Linked DNA regions of Gossypium hirsutum: region 2 is linked to region 1. A link is a contact called in public Hi-C data. All regions are on one chromosome and are shown on one strand. Each heading gives the region's core, a stretch centred on a gene start, on an enhancer-like site or on the middle of the called end of the contact. The rest is flanking DNA. Distances are from core to core; before and after follow the strand shown.

Region 1 (6,162 bases), core at 1,500-3,999:
TTCTTACATGCTTCTTGATCAAATCACCAAGTTGAAAAATTCTATTCTCCCCTCCTCCCTTCAACTCCCTTTCTAGGTAAAACTAGTTGTCCTTGAGTATTTTCAACAACATTACTAGGATTTTTCTTACATGAACCAATATGATATTTCAATGACCCTGTACCATTTTTTTCATATCATAACAAAATTTCTTTTGACAATAATTACATTTAGCCTTACTTGCACCCTCACTATTAATAATCTTAGTGAAGTGAGACCAAACTTCTGACCTTTGAGGAGTGGCTTTTCTTTTCTCGGTAGTCACCTTTGTTTGGCTAGAAGTTCCAACTCCCAAATTTTCAGAATCTATCGAAGTAGGAGGTGTAACACTACCCTCAATAGATGTTGGTTCGGTTGACATTCTGTAAGAAAAAAAGTATATAATAAATTAAAATAATATCGAGTCATCAATTCGGAGAGACAAAGGTTGAAATTGGAATAGAGAGAATAAAGAGCTTTGAGGTTGAAAAAACTAATTATAAATCATTTTCTTTTAATTATATAATTATTTAAATATATCAATTATAAATTAATGTAAAAAATAATTATATTTTAAATATTTTTCTAGCCGATTGAACTTGGATCCTAAGTCAACCAGTGAATCTTTATAAATACACATTATATTAATTTACAAATATAAAAAAATATTTCCTCTACTATTAAAAAAAATATTTATTATAAAAGAACCTACCAACATGAGCAGAAATATTTCGTTAATTAAAACTGATATAACAAACATAGTATAAAAAATTAAAATAAGATTAAGTGATTATATTAATGTAATTAACTTATAAATCTATCACATATGTATAAAAAGAAGAAACATATGACCACTATAGATGTAAAAGATGACGACGGAAAAAACAAAAGAATTGAGAGATAAATTAACATTTAATCCCTCAATTCAGTAATTCTTTTTGTGCTCACATTAATTCCCTAAATCAGCCCAGATTCCATTAAGGTGTGATTATAGGACATTTTGAGATTGTGTCATTTCATCACTTTAAAATTAAAAATTTATATAAGATCTAAAAATTATCACACACAAAAAAAACCATTTTTAGGTGATGGTGTGTTATTAAGTATGTTTTTATAGTGAAATATAATTTATAATAGCCTATTTATGTAGCAACAACATACATATTTGTTTTATTATTATTAAGAAAGTAAAACAATACAGTACAGGGTGAGAAAATCCTTGCATTTTATAAAGAGGGACAAAAACATAGTAATGAGACAATCCAGAAAAATCCACCTCCAACAAATCCCTTCGTTTTGAGCAAGATCAACTACAAATTACCAGGAAGCTAAATATAAAGATGATCTTTCCATGCCTGCTTTAGCCAAGGTATCAGCTAAACAGTTTGCTTCGCCAACAACAAGCATAAAGGATAAATCAATGATTGTAATAGCCCAATTTAGATCCTAATCGGACATAATGATTTCGGGACTACAAATTCGAGTCAAAAAAATATTTTAATATTATTTTTAGTGTCTATTATATGTTAAGTTATATGTGTAAAAATTTCGTGTGAAAATTTAATCGTTTGAAGGTTCAATTCGATGAAAAGGGTTTAATCGCGTAAAATAAAACTCAGTCTTATCATTTCAATTTAGGCACTTTCATTTCTTTTTGATATAAACGTAAACTCTTTGTGAATTTCCATGTAGCCTAAACATGTATAAAAAATATTCCATATATAATTTTATCAATTCTCCATTAATTAATTTAGTTTTTCAATCTCTTTATTACTTTCTTATTAACAAACATGGAAGAATTTATTGGCATCGATTAAAATAAATTAGTACCGATCAACATATGCAGGAATGCAATGACATTTGAGTTTGGGAAAATATATGATCCCTATTTTCCAACTCGTAGGATGCTAGGAAGTACACAATTTAGACCATTTCAAGCTTGAGTTTATCCTTTCAAAAAACAAAAAAACCTTAAGCTTATTAATTTTAAATCTTCTCTTCATTTAATTCCAAGAATAAAAAAGAAATTAAATAATTGTATCCCCCAAATTTAGACAAAACACAAATGATATTCACTTGGTAAACAAGCATTTTCACTTGGTAAACATAATCGAGGGGATTTTAAACTTTTGAGATGTTGTTCAAAACTTGTGGTGCTACAAATGTTGCCGGGACTGGGTTTGAAGAGAGGAGGGACACTGTCTTTTTAGTGTTGGAAAGTGGGGTGGTTAGCAACCATGGTTTTTACACCACAAATTACTAATCTATTTATCTTTTGGGGCAATGTGAAAGAGAGTGGGGGATTCAGATTGTGGTGAGTGCTTAAAGAGTGCTGTTCAAAGAGCTCAAGTTGAGTGTTTCAAGTGTTGCGATTGAATCAGATGAGAAAAGCAGAAACGTTAAAAGTAAATCAGAAAAAGGTAGACGAACTAAATAGTAAATAAAACAAAACAAAACCCTAAAATATATCTGCCAGAAATACAATAAAGACCTATTGAAGAAATTGGAAAAAAATGAAAGGGAGAAGAAAGAAAACCTGGGTCTGGCCGTCTGGGTATTGGTGTGTTGGAACTGGTAGGTTTTCCTGATTTGACTGAGATTGAGATTGAGAATCCGATTTGTGTTACTGTTAAGTGAATGAAACTAAGAAAGATTGAAAGTCAGCTGTTGCTGTAATGCTGTTACTTACCTGTTGAATATTAAGAAAACTAGAAAAGGTTCGGTTCTTGGACAGTCCAAGTCCAAGTTGTACTTGGAGCAGAGAAAATAAATTGGGCTGGGTTTAATTTAAGGCCCATGGTATTTACCCTGTAAAATTCGGTTAAACCAAAAAAATTCGATTAACTGACCAATTTCAAATCGATTTAACCGTTAATCGAAAAAGCAAAAAATCCTTAACCGACCCTGACCGAAAAAATTAATTAACCGATCGATTAATCGAATTCGGTCTGTTAACTAAATTTTTTCAGTGTTACCCGAATTTTGCACACCCCTACTTCCAGCACTACGGTACCAAGTGGTGTTGTAGTGCGCTTCCTTCTGCCAAGAATCAAGATGCTTCTCCTTTGTATTCGTGCGTTAGTATTGTATCATATCGTTCTTTGACTTTTCCTTCGCTTTTCTACCTTCAATTCGATAAAGCATACTACTTTATTCTTAAGCAAAAATGCTTAAACACTAAAACTAACTTAAAATAGCACTGAAAACATACAAAGCATGAACTAAACACAGAATGAAATGTTGGAGAAAATAATCCTAAAATGCATAAAAATACTTGAGAACAAGTATGAAAATTATTAAGAATAAACTTATGGTAACTCTTTTTCGAGAAGTTATTACACCCACACTTACATTTCTACTTATTCTCAAGGAACACAAAACATAAAACTAAAACCTTCTTAATATGCAAATATGAAAGAGTCAAAGGATTGATTATAGCATGCCGGAGTCCCAAAATTTCTTTGCATCAACTTGATAATCCATTTAAATAAGAAAGACTTACCTACCTTTGGCCATTATTGATTAATAAATAACTTAACACTAGGAAAACAGATATAACTCACAATTTAGTATCTATCTTCTAGTCTATTTTTTTTGAAAATTTGCAATCATCTTTGATGGTTTACAAGCAATTTATAGACTAGACTAGGGGCTTATACTAGAAGTCTCATTAGGGTTAAACTCCAACCATCAAGGATATTTTATTCTAATTAGTAACTTTGAGAATAATTATACTTGAAATAGAATTTTCGATACATTGTTACAACAAGGAAAAAATAAGGAAGAGAGTATGGTGGTTGTCACAGAGGCAGGTTCACTCAATCGGGGCGGAGGGTTGGAGGTTACAAAGAGTAGTGATAAATGCTAAAAGTAACATGTTTTACCCTCATTCTTAATGCATTATTGGGTGATTATTTGATGTTAATGGTGAATTTTATGCTCCTAGTCCTTTAAATTCATGTTTTTATGCTTAACAGAGCGTTTGGGAGCAAAAAAAGCGAAAATCGAGTGAAAATCAAAAAATCGAAGCAAGTTATAGGAGCCACAAGGGCTGACCCATTCCACACGGCCAACCAAACGATCATGTGGTAGGCCATGTTGATTTCCTGGATTTGCACTCTAAACTACAGAAAATCAAAATTTTTAGGTTTTTTTGGGCATTCTAATGCATATATATGATGAAAATAAGAAGATAAGAGTGAGTCGTCATAGAATATTCAAGAAAACAACTCAAAAAGGACCATTGAATCTAATTCTGAAGCAGATTTCCGTCAAGATTGAAGATTCCCAATTGATTTCTTAGGAGATTATCATGAGTTTCTTTATTTATTTTGGTTATACTGTATCTTAAATGTTTTTATTTTCAAGTATGAACTAATTTTCTAAATACCTAGGGAGATGAACCTTATGATGAATTCTGTCATTTGATTTTTATTTTACGCAATAAATACTTAGTTTCTTATTCTCAATTATGTGTGCTTAATTCTTGGTGATATTTCTAGACTATTAATCCATGTATGATGTGCTTAAATTAGAGGTGGAATAGACCCTATTTAAGAGTAGATCTTGCGTAATTGAGTGGAGTTGCATGCAATCCTACACATATGATGACATAAATCTATCAGATTAGATCTAATAGGGGAATCCATAGTACGAGCTAATGTGATAATAGATGTTTTAATTAGAAAGAAATTTCAATTAATCAACCTAGAGTCAGTTGCCCTTATTCTCGAAAAAGATGTGGGCATAATTTATGGATTTCTACGGATCAAGTTACTAAGTAAAGAAATTAGATAATTTAGATTGATAATGACAGATGAAATTTAGGTGAATTCGTTCCTTGGTATTGTTTCTCTTCTTGGTTATTAATCTATTATTTTTTTTAATTTGTTATTTGTCATGTTTGTTAGTAATTAATTTAGTTAATTTTAGTTTTCAATCAGTCACTCGAATTTATCGGTTAAATAATAGAAAGACGGTAATTACTAGTACTTTTAGTCTTGGTGGAATGATATCTTTGCTCACCGTAAATATACTATTAATTGATAGGTGCACTTGTTTTAGTCAAATTTTTAGTTGGTTCATGACGCATCAAGTAGAGAAGAGAAGAGTATAGTGATTAGGTGTTGAAGGCAAGTTGGTAGGATATAGGCTTGATATCTCTGGATAGTCGGTCCTTTGTTCATTGTTCCTAGAGGTATTTATAGGCGAGAGGTCCCGTGTAATGTGATGTTAATGTGTTGAACTTTTCATTTAATCATCATTACAGATCACATGGGATGGATGTCTTTGATGGTATGAGGATGTATATGATGGGACAGATCTTGTCATTCATTTTGACTTGATGGTATAGGGATATTGAACTCACTTGAAGTTCGATGACCAATAGTATCACGTTTCTAATGGAAGCTTAGGCTTAGAGCAATAGATGGTTTTTACTTGTCCAGATGGTTTGAACGGAGGGTGAAGCTCAGAGGGTGACCTTTCAATTGGCCTCTTGTGGGTTTACTGCTCAGGAGACCTTTCGATTTGTCACATGTCTTTATTCGGATGGGGTATAACAAGAATTTATCACAACAATATTACCTAAATTAAATAATTATATTGATTAATTTAATTTATCATATAGGTCACATCGATTTCTAACATCCTCTCACTTAGGCTATATGATAAATTTAGTAACCTAAATATGTAATATTAAAATCCACACTTTAATATGGCCACAGGATATTGTAATTCAGCTCCCACTCAATTAAAGATTTATATAACATTAATCATGGCAATAGTATTCTAATTTTAATATTTCCTTCCATGTATGATCATCTTTTAAGAGCAATTAATAAGATAAAATTTTAAGAGTGAATTCATTAAAATCATTCAAGGTCCTTTAAAAACATGTAAACTTTATGCGCATAAACTAAAACATGTTTTAAACTTTAAAAGTGTAAAAATAAAAAAATTAAAGAAGCCAAGATACATTCAAACAAAATAAAACTAGCCCTATATGTTTCACATGAAGATTAAAATATTTTGTTCACAATGTTTTAGTCATGGGATCCAATATCATTATATATGTATTGATGTGTTAAATATCCACTTCTTGCTTCTTTATATGATCTTTGGCAGTAAGATTCATTTATAACT
Region 2 (6,162 bases), core at 1,785-4,284, 36 kb after region 1:
CTTTTTTTTATGGTCCTAATTCCTTTAGTGCAAAAATATCTCACTTACTTGAATTGCTTGGAACTTTCAGTTGCAAGAATTCCTCGGGCTTCTTCCTCTGCTGCAATTGCAGAATACGATGTTTTCCGGTTCCTAACTGCCAAAATGAACACTCGACCAACAGTCACAATTGGGCTTTCCTCATCCCCTTTCACACTATACCGGTAAGTCATTGTTCCAAGCAGAAAAACAACCAGTCCCACAGCCATCACAATACCAGGTATTGCAAATCCAAGAACCCAACTAAGATTATCTTGGATGTAGTTTAAAATTGAAAGGGTTGTTAAGGTACCCGCACACATACCAAAGTACCACCAATTAAAGAATGAACTCTTGGCTTTACACTCCTCAGGGTCTTGTGTATCAAATTGATCTGCTCCAAAAGCTTGAACGCATGGCTTGTGTCCACCTTGTGCAAATGCTACTAGATACAGCGAGGAGAAGAATAGTATCACTTGAAACTGAAGTGAAGAGCTTAATGCAATGTCATCTGCATTTTGACCACCAGAACTGCTGATGGAACCAAGTGTGGCAGAGAGAGCCAACAAGCCTAGCCCCTATAACTCATTCCAAATGAAGTAATTATGGAAAACAGCTAGTAAGCACTCTAATCAATTAATTAAACAATCAAAACAGTCCTGTGGCTACCCTACAGCTACCGATGAGAAAAGCTAAGTCATGAAACAGATTCATCAAGTACAATTGATATTACAGCAGGTTTTCTCACATCTTGAATTGAGCTTCAAAGTTTTTGTTTGAACATGACAAGCAACCTCACTAATTTGAGAATTATTGTGCGCGTTCGTAATGATTAATGTTGTTAAAGGGAGCTTGAGTCAAGGTTTCTGAAGTCGAGCATAAATTCAAACTCTTTGTTTCATTGGATGATTTAACAAATTTTAATACATAAGAAGCAAGTAAGCATACACAGTATGGAAAGGAGTTTCTTAAAGAGTTTGTTTAGTAATGAAGTTGTAGTTTACGAGTGTAATAGTAATCTTTACTTCAATTTATTAGGCTATTTATATTAAGTAGCTTACCTTATTTCCAAGTACTATTTTAGGGCCTACGTTACTTGGGATTTTCATGTTTTCCAGAGCAACTATGTCCAACACATATCAAGACATGAATATGAGGCATAATGCACCAAATACATGGGAAAACTTCAAAAAGTAGAGCATATTTATGCCAAACACATACATATATCCAGCACACCCCTTAGGCCTCAAGTCCAAATAGCATAGTTTAGAGCTAGGTATTACACCTTTTATTATGACTTCATTCAGCTACAAAAACCATTTTTGTTTGAATATCTATTAGGCCTGGAGTATCAAATGTTGATATTTTTGGATAACAAATTATTGAGTTGGACACTTCTCACCCTCACTGATTTTCCATGGTTTCTCTCCTCAATTACTTCCTCGTTTCTCCCTAATTTCTTCTATTAAACTCAAGTTTTGCTTCTAACTACTGTTAGCTCTTTCTATCTCCCCCTTCAACTTCCTTTTGCAAACAGCTAATAACCAACGACATGCAGACAGAATTTTATGAAACTGGTTCAAAATAAAAATATAAATATTCAAACTAGAAACTTGATTTCTACCAACTATATCAATAAACACAATCACAACTCAAAAGAAATAACATGAACTGGTGCCACTTTTATGAAATAACGAAAGTTCCATCAGAGCTAGGGCAGCAAAAATGGTCTGTTGTTTTACCAATTCTAAAGTTCCTATGCTTTTTCATCTAGAATTGTAGCTCAGGTACCCCAGCTCACTCTCTCTCTAGGTCAGATAACAACCCACAAAGATGAATCTTATTCTCACAAGGAGCAGAAAGCCAATTTCAAATGCGTTCCCAGGCTTGACATTCTTTTCATTGTAGTAAGTCCATCCTTGATTGCCAAGAAGCCATGGAAAAAATATCTCACATGGAGGAAGGATAACCTTGGGCTATAGGTTTTTTTTTTTGGCTCATTGAACCTTGAGTTATACTACTCCAGAAGGCATCCAAAATGACAGGAAAACATTTAAACCTATGAAACAATTCGAATACTAGCAGAAAGCCTCTCTCTCTCTCTCTCTCTCACACAGTTTCATCCAAGTTCAGTCACAATAATTAATTCAATACCCTAACCTGACAGCAGAGGCTAAAAATCATGTCAATTATTATTCCAAAAGGAACTATACCCTCCATTTTCTATGTCAATATTCGAGGGAAAAAAACAGGGTAGAAAATTTTAAAATTAAAAATGCTAAGAACCAAAATTCCAGGCATTGCGGCTGTCTTTTTAAACGCCAAAATTAAATATTTAAGGAAGAAATTATGATGAAACATTAGCTGTTCTTATCTATTGGGAAAGAAAAGAAAGGAAAATGTTTTACCAAAATATAAACAAGGGAAGCAAGAATGATAGTGCGGTATCGGCCAAGAAAAGAATCAGCAATGAATGCACCCAAGAGAGGCAGAAGCGAGGCCGCCCCGTTCCAAGCGTTAACTTGCGCGGCGGCGGTAGCAGTAGACTCGCCCAGAGGCCCCGTCAAGTAAGTTATGAGGTTAGAAGAGATTCCGTAATAAGCAAACCTCTCAGCAATTTCGACGACTATGATGAAAGAAGCGGATATCCAACATCCGGAGCTTGAGCGGCGGACAGGTCGGCCTTTGTAGTCAAGGCAGCCGTCAATAGTGTCATCCAAAAGTGGAGTTTGAGCAGCGGAGGGATCGGAGATTGACATTGAGATAGCTCTGATAAAAGTTTTGGAGTAATTCAGACTCAACCAATGATCCGACTGGAGGAGGAGATCATAATTCATAAATAACCACCACACGCGTCCTTTTATGAAATTTTTAATAATTTATTTATAATTAATTATAGGGATAATATAATTATTTATCACTTTGATACTTAAAAAAATTGATAATTAAATTTATTTTGGTCTTTAAACTTCAAAAATATGAAAACCTAGTGTCATGTTACTCAGAGATTATGCCATACCATCACTTGAAAATTTAAAAAATTATACAAAATTTCAAGTGAAGATGTGCTACAATCTTAAAGTGTCAAATGCAATGTTCTAATACCCGAATTAGTGATTGAACCGGTCGGACCATTGATTCTTGATTCAATCGATTTGATAGGTTCAACAACTAGACCAATAATAAATAAATAAATAAATAAAAATTAAAAAATTTATTAAACTGGTTCAACTTGTTCAACTACTTGTTTTTGTTTAAGTTTTCAATTTTTACCAATTTCGATTTATTTTCAATTCAACTTGTTCAACCTCTTTGTTTGTACTAGTATGCTTGTCGATTCTATTGATCTTTTCGAGCAATCCAATTATGTTCCAAGAACACTAATCACATCATTAAATCTTCACGAAATCTAAGTTCAAGGACTAAAATGGATTTAGTTGTCAATTTCATGCACCAAAATGAACAAAAATAAAATACAAATACCAAAATGAACCTAATTGCTAAGTTTAGGGGTAAAAAATTATATTTTTCCTTAATTTTATTTGTCAATGTCAAAAAATTTAAACCCCACAATTAAATTTATATAAAGGTGAATGATTGAAAATTCTAGTTTACAACTTCAAAGTTTTTAACCAGATGTTAATATTTCTAATGCAAAACCAAAATTTTTAATCAATACAAAAATTTCTAATGCAATATCAAAATATCAATGCTATATCAAAATTTCTAATATGATATAAAAATCTCTAATGCAATACCAAAATTTTTAAGAATATCTTGTTAGATATCTTAGTAAAAAACTAAAGGGTTATACCCAAATTTCTAATGAGATGTTCTTAGAACTTTATTTGGTTAGAAATTTTGTTATAGCAAAATCCACAATCCAGCAACCATTGCTAAGAAGCAACCATAACAATCGATCAACACCAAAAAATCCACCTTAACATTATTTCAACCTCCCGTTTTCCAAATCTAACATCAATTTTGCCACAATAAGCCCAGAGTTTTCTAGATCTACAGCCAAACTTTCAAACTCTCCCTTTTTTTATTTCCATTTTTGATTATCAGATCGACCTAAGATTTAGGTATGCTACTCACCTTCTCCTAAACTATTATTTAATTAATCAAATTTGTTAAAGATTGGCCCAAATTTTGCATGAAAATTTAAGGACTCCCCCTCTCTCATTCTTTAAGAAAAGAGAATTGTTTCTTTTTCTTTTGTTATTGAACATCGACTTTTCAATTTAAAAAAAAGGTTCTTTGATTTTTTTTCTACATTATAATAATAAAAACATTTTTTTTTTTGCCTCAAGAATCAAAATGGTTGAGAGAAATTTGTTTGCATGAAAAGATTTTCGTCTCCATTTTTGTTTGTATGAAGAGATTTGTGTAACACTACATACTCGATCCGATCGCTGGATCTGGATTACAGGGTGCTACGCTTTATATTCAAAACTTAACTAACATATTCTAATATCTATATATTCCTCCATTCCTACTTACTAAATTAGTTAATATTAAAACACAATGATCTAATTGACCTCGTCACATATATAAATTTATTTCAATATGTAACTTTTATATAAGGTACAAAATATTTTACAAAGTAGCTTTAACATATTAAGTATCTGCTTAGTTTGAAAATAATGTTTTAATCATATCTAATTACAAATTTGACTATAACCTTGAGGTTCTGCCTCTAAGTCACCCCACTGTATGCATATTACGACTAAAAAGCATGTCCATCTCAGTGCGGTAGATTCTGGCCTGGTACCTCCTCGAAACCTTGAATTTCCCATTTGTACATGCAATACAAAAATAATACATACATAAGTTCAATGAACTTAGCGAGTTTTCATACCTTATCAGCACTAAGCTAGCATGCTTGTATTTCATGATTCAGAATTCATGTTTGACTTGTCTGTATTGGGATGATTCGCCAATCTTATTGGAAAGAATCTACGTCACATGAACTGGCTCACATGTGCTTGGCACATTAACTGGCTCACATGTGCTTGGCACATTCTCTTTAATGACACCATTGCTTATTTACTTGCACATCCTAGAAAACAAGTCAACGTACTTGACTGCTATAGATCTACTATTGAAAATAAAAAAAATTCATATTTGTCTATATACAGTGTTGCATCCAATAAGCTTCCACTGATGAGATTTCACAGATGTAATATCAGAATATAGATAAACATTTGATCTCTTGGCAGATTATTCCTACCAATTCTACCTTCGCTAGTTGCCTTTGCGAACTCCTACGCTTCTGAATCTTTAAGAGAAAATCCTTGTAGATTCTTACCAACGGACTTATATGAAAGAAAACCCATAAATAATTCTCATAGCACATCTTACACCAATAAATACAGATAACCAAGTAAGGCAAATCTTGGCAAATAGTCCATGTTGTGAACTACTATTAGTAGCTTGTCCTAACTGGCTCGGATTCGTAGCACGATCCTTGTAGATTCATTTTTCATAGACAAGTAAGCATATTCATAAAAAAAAGACCCCCATTACGAATAAATAAACAAAATCTACTCATTTCAATCAAGTAGTCAAATCTAGCAAATCGTCATATCCTACCTCTATCCCGCAATAACAGATAACCCATACTTAGTGATCTATTCTTAGAATTAGATAACATGTAAGTGGATTCATATAGGTGACTCCCCTTTTTGCGGAATCTTACATGTGTAGGGGTGAGCAAAACTTGATTCGATTTTAAAAAATCGATTTCTTTTTCGAATTTTGAGTTAATCAAATCTAGATATTCAGGTTATTCGAATTATTCGAGTCAACTAGAATAAGTAATTCGAGTTTGGAGTTTGAATCATGTTGAATTTTACAATTTGAATAATTCGAATAATAGATTGGTGTAAATACCTTTTTAGTCCTTGTCAAGTTTGAATATGAGCAAATTAGTCTCTCTCAACAAAAATTACAAAGAAATTGAAAAATCATTTTAAAAAATTCAAAATATTTATAAAAATCCAAAATTTATATTTTTAAAAAATTCTAAAAATATATAAAGAAAGCTAAAAATTAAAAAAAATAGAACAACAATTTTCAGGACCTAAATAAGTTAATTAATGATTCAATTTTATCATACTAAAATATTATTATTATTTTGCT

The links. Hi-C and Micro-C count contacts between places; a contact is called where the count stands out from the background.
Region 2: a Hi-C map of leaf shows a contact between it and region 1, with 1.8 times the contacts expected there. The contact joins the promoter of LOC107910620 here to the enhancer-like site in region 1. A contact is called at or near these places in 4 of 34 Hi-C or Micro-C datasets (hypocotyl and leaf).

What each region holds. Positions count from the first base shown.
Region 1 is chrD02:25,036,377-25,042,538 of Gossypium_hirsutum_v2.1, forward strand. No RefSeq gene overlaps it. Among protein-coding and RNA genes, the nearest start is that of LOC121215179, 10 kb to the right of the region's middle. Within about 2 kb of position 2,750, at least 6 of the 9 cell types and tissues checked have an H3K27ac peak or open chromatin away from gene starts, as enhancers often do. A contact at or near this core is called in leaf, where this site is marked.
Region 2 is chrD02:25,072,240-25,078,401 of Gossypium_hirsutum_v2.1, forward strand. It overlaps LOC107910620 (protein NRT1/ PTR FAMILY 5.10), which reads right to left and starts at 3,035. Exons shown (of 3, transcript XM_016838528.2): 1 at 2,427-3,035; 2 at 49-596. The coding sequence starts at 2,855.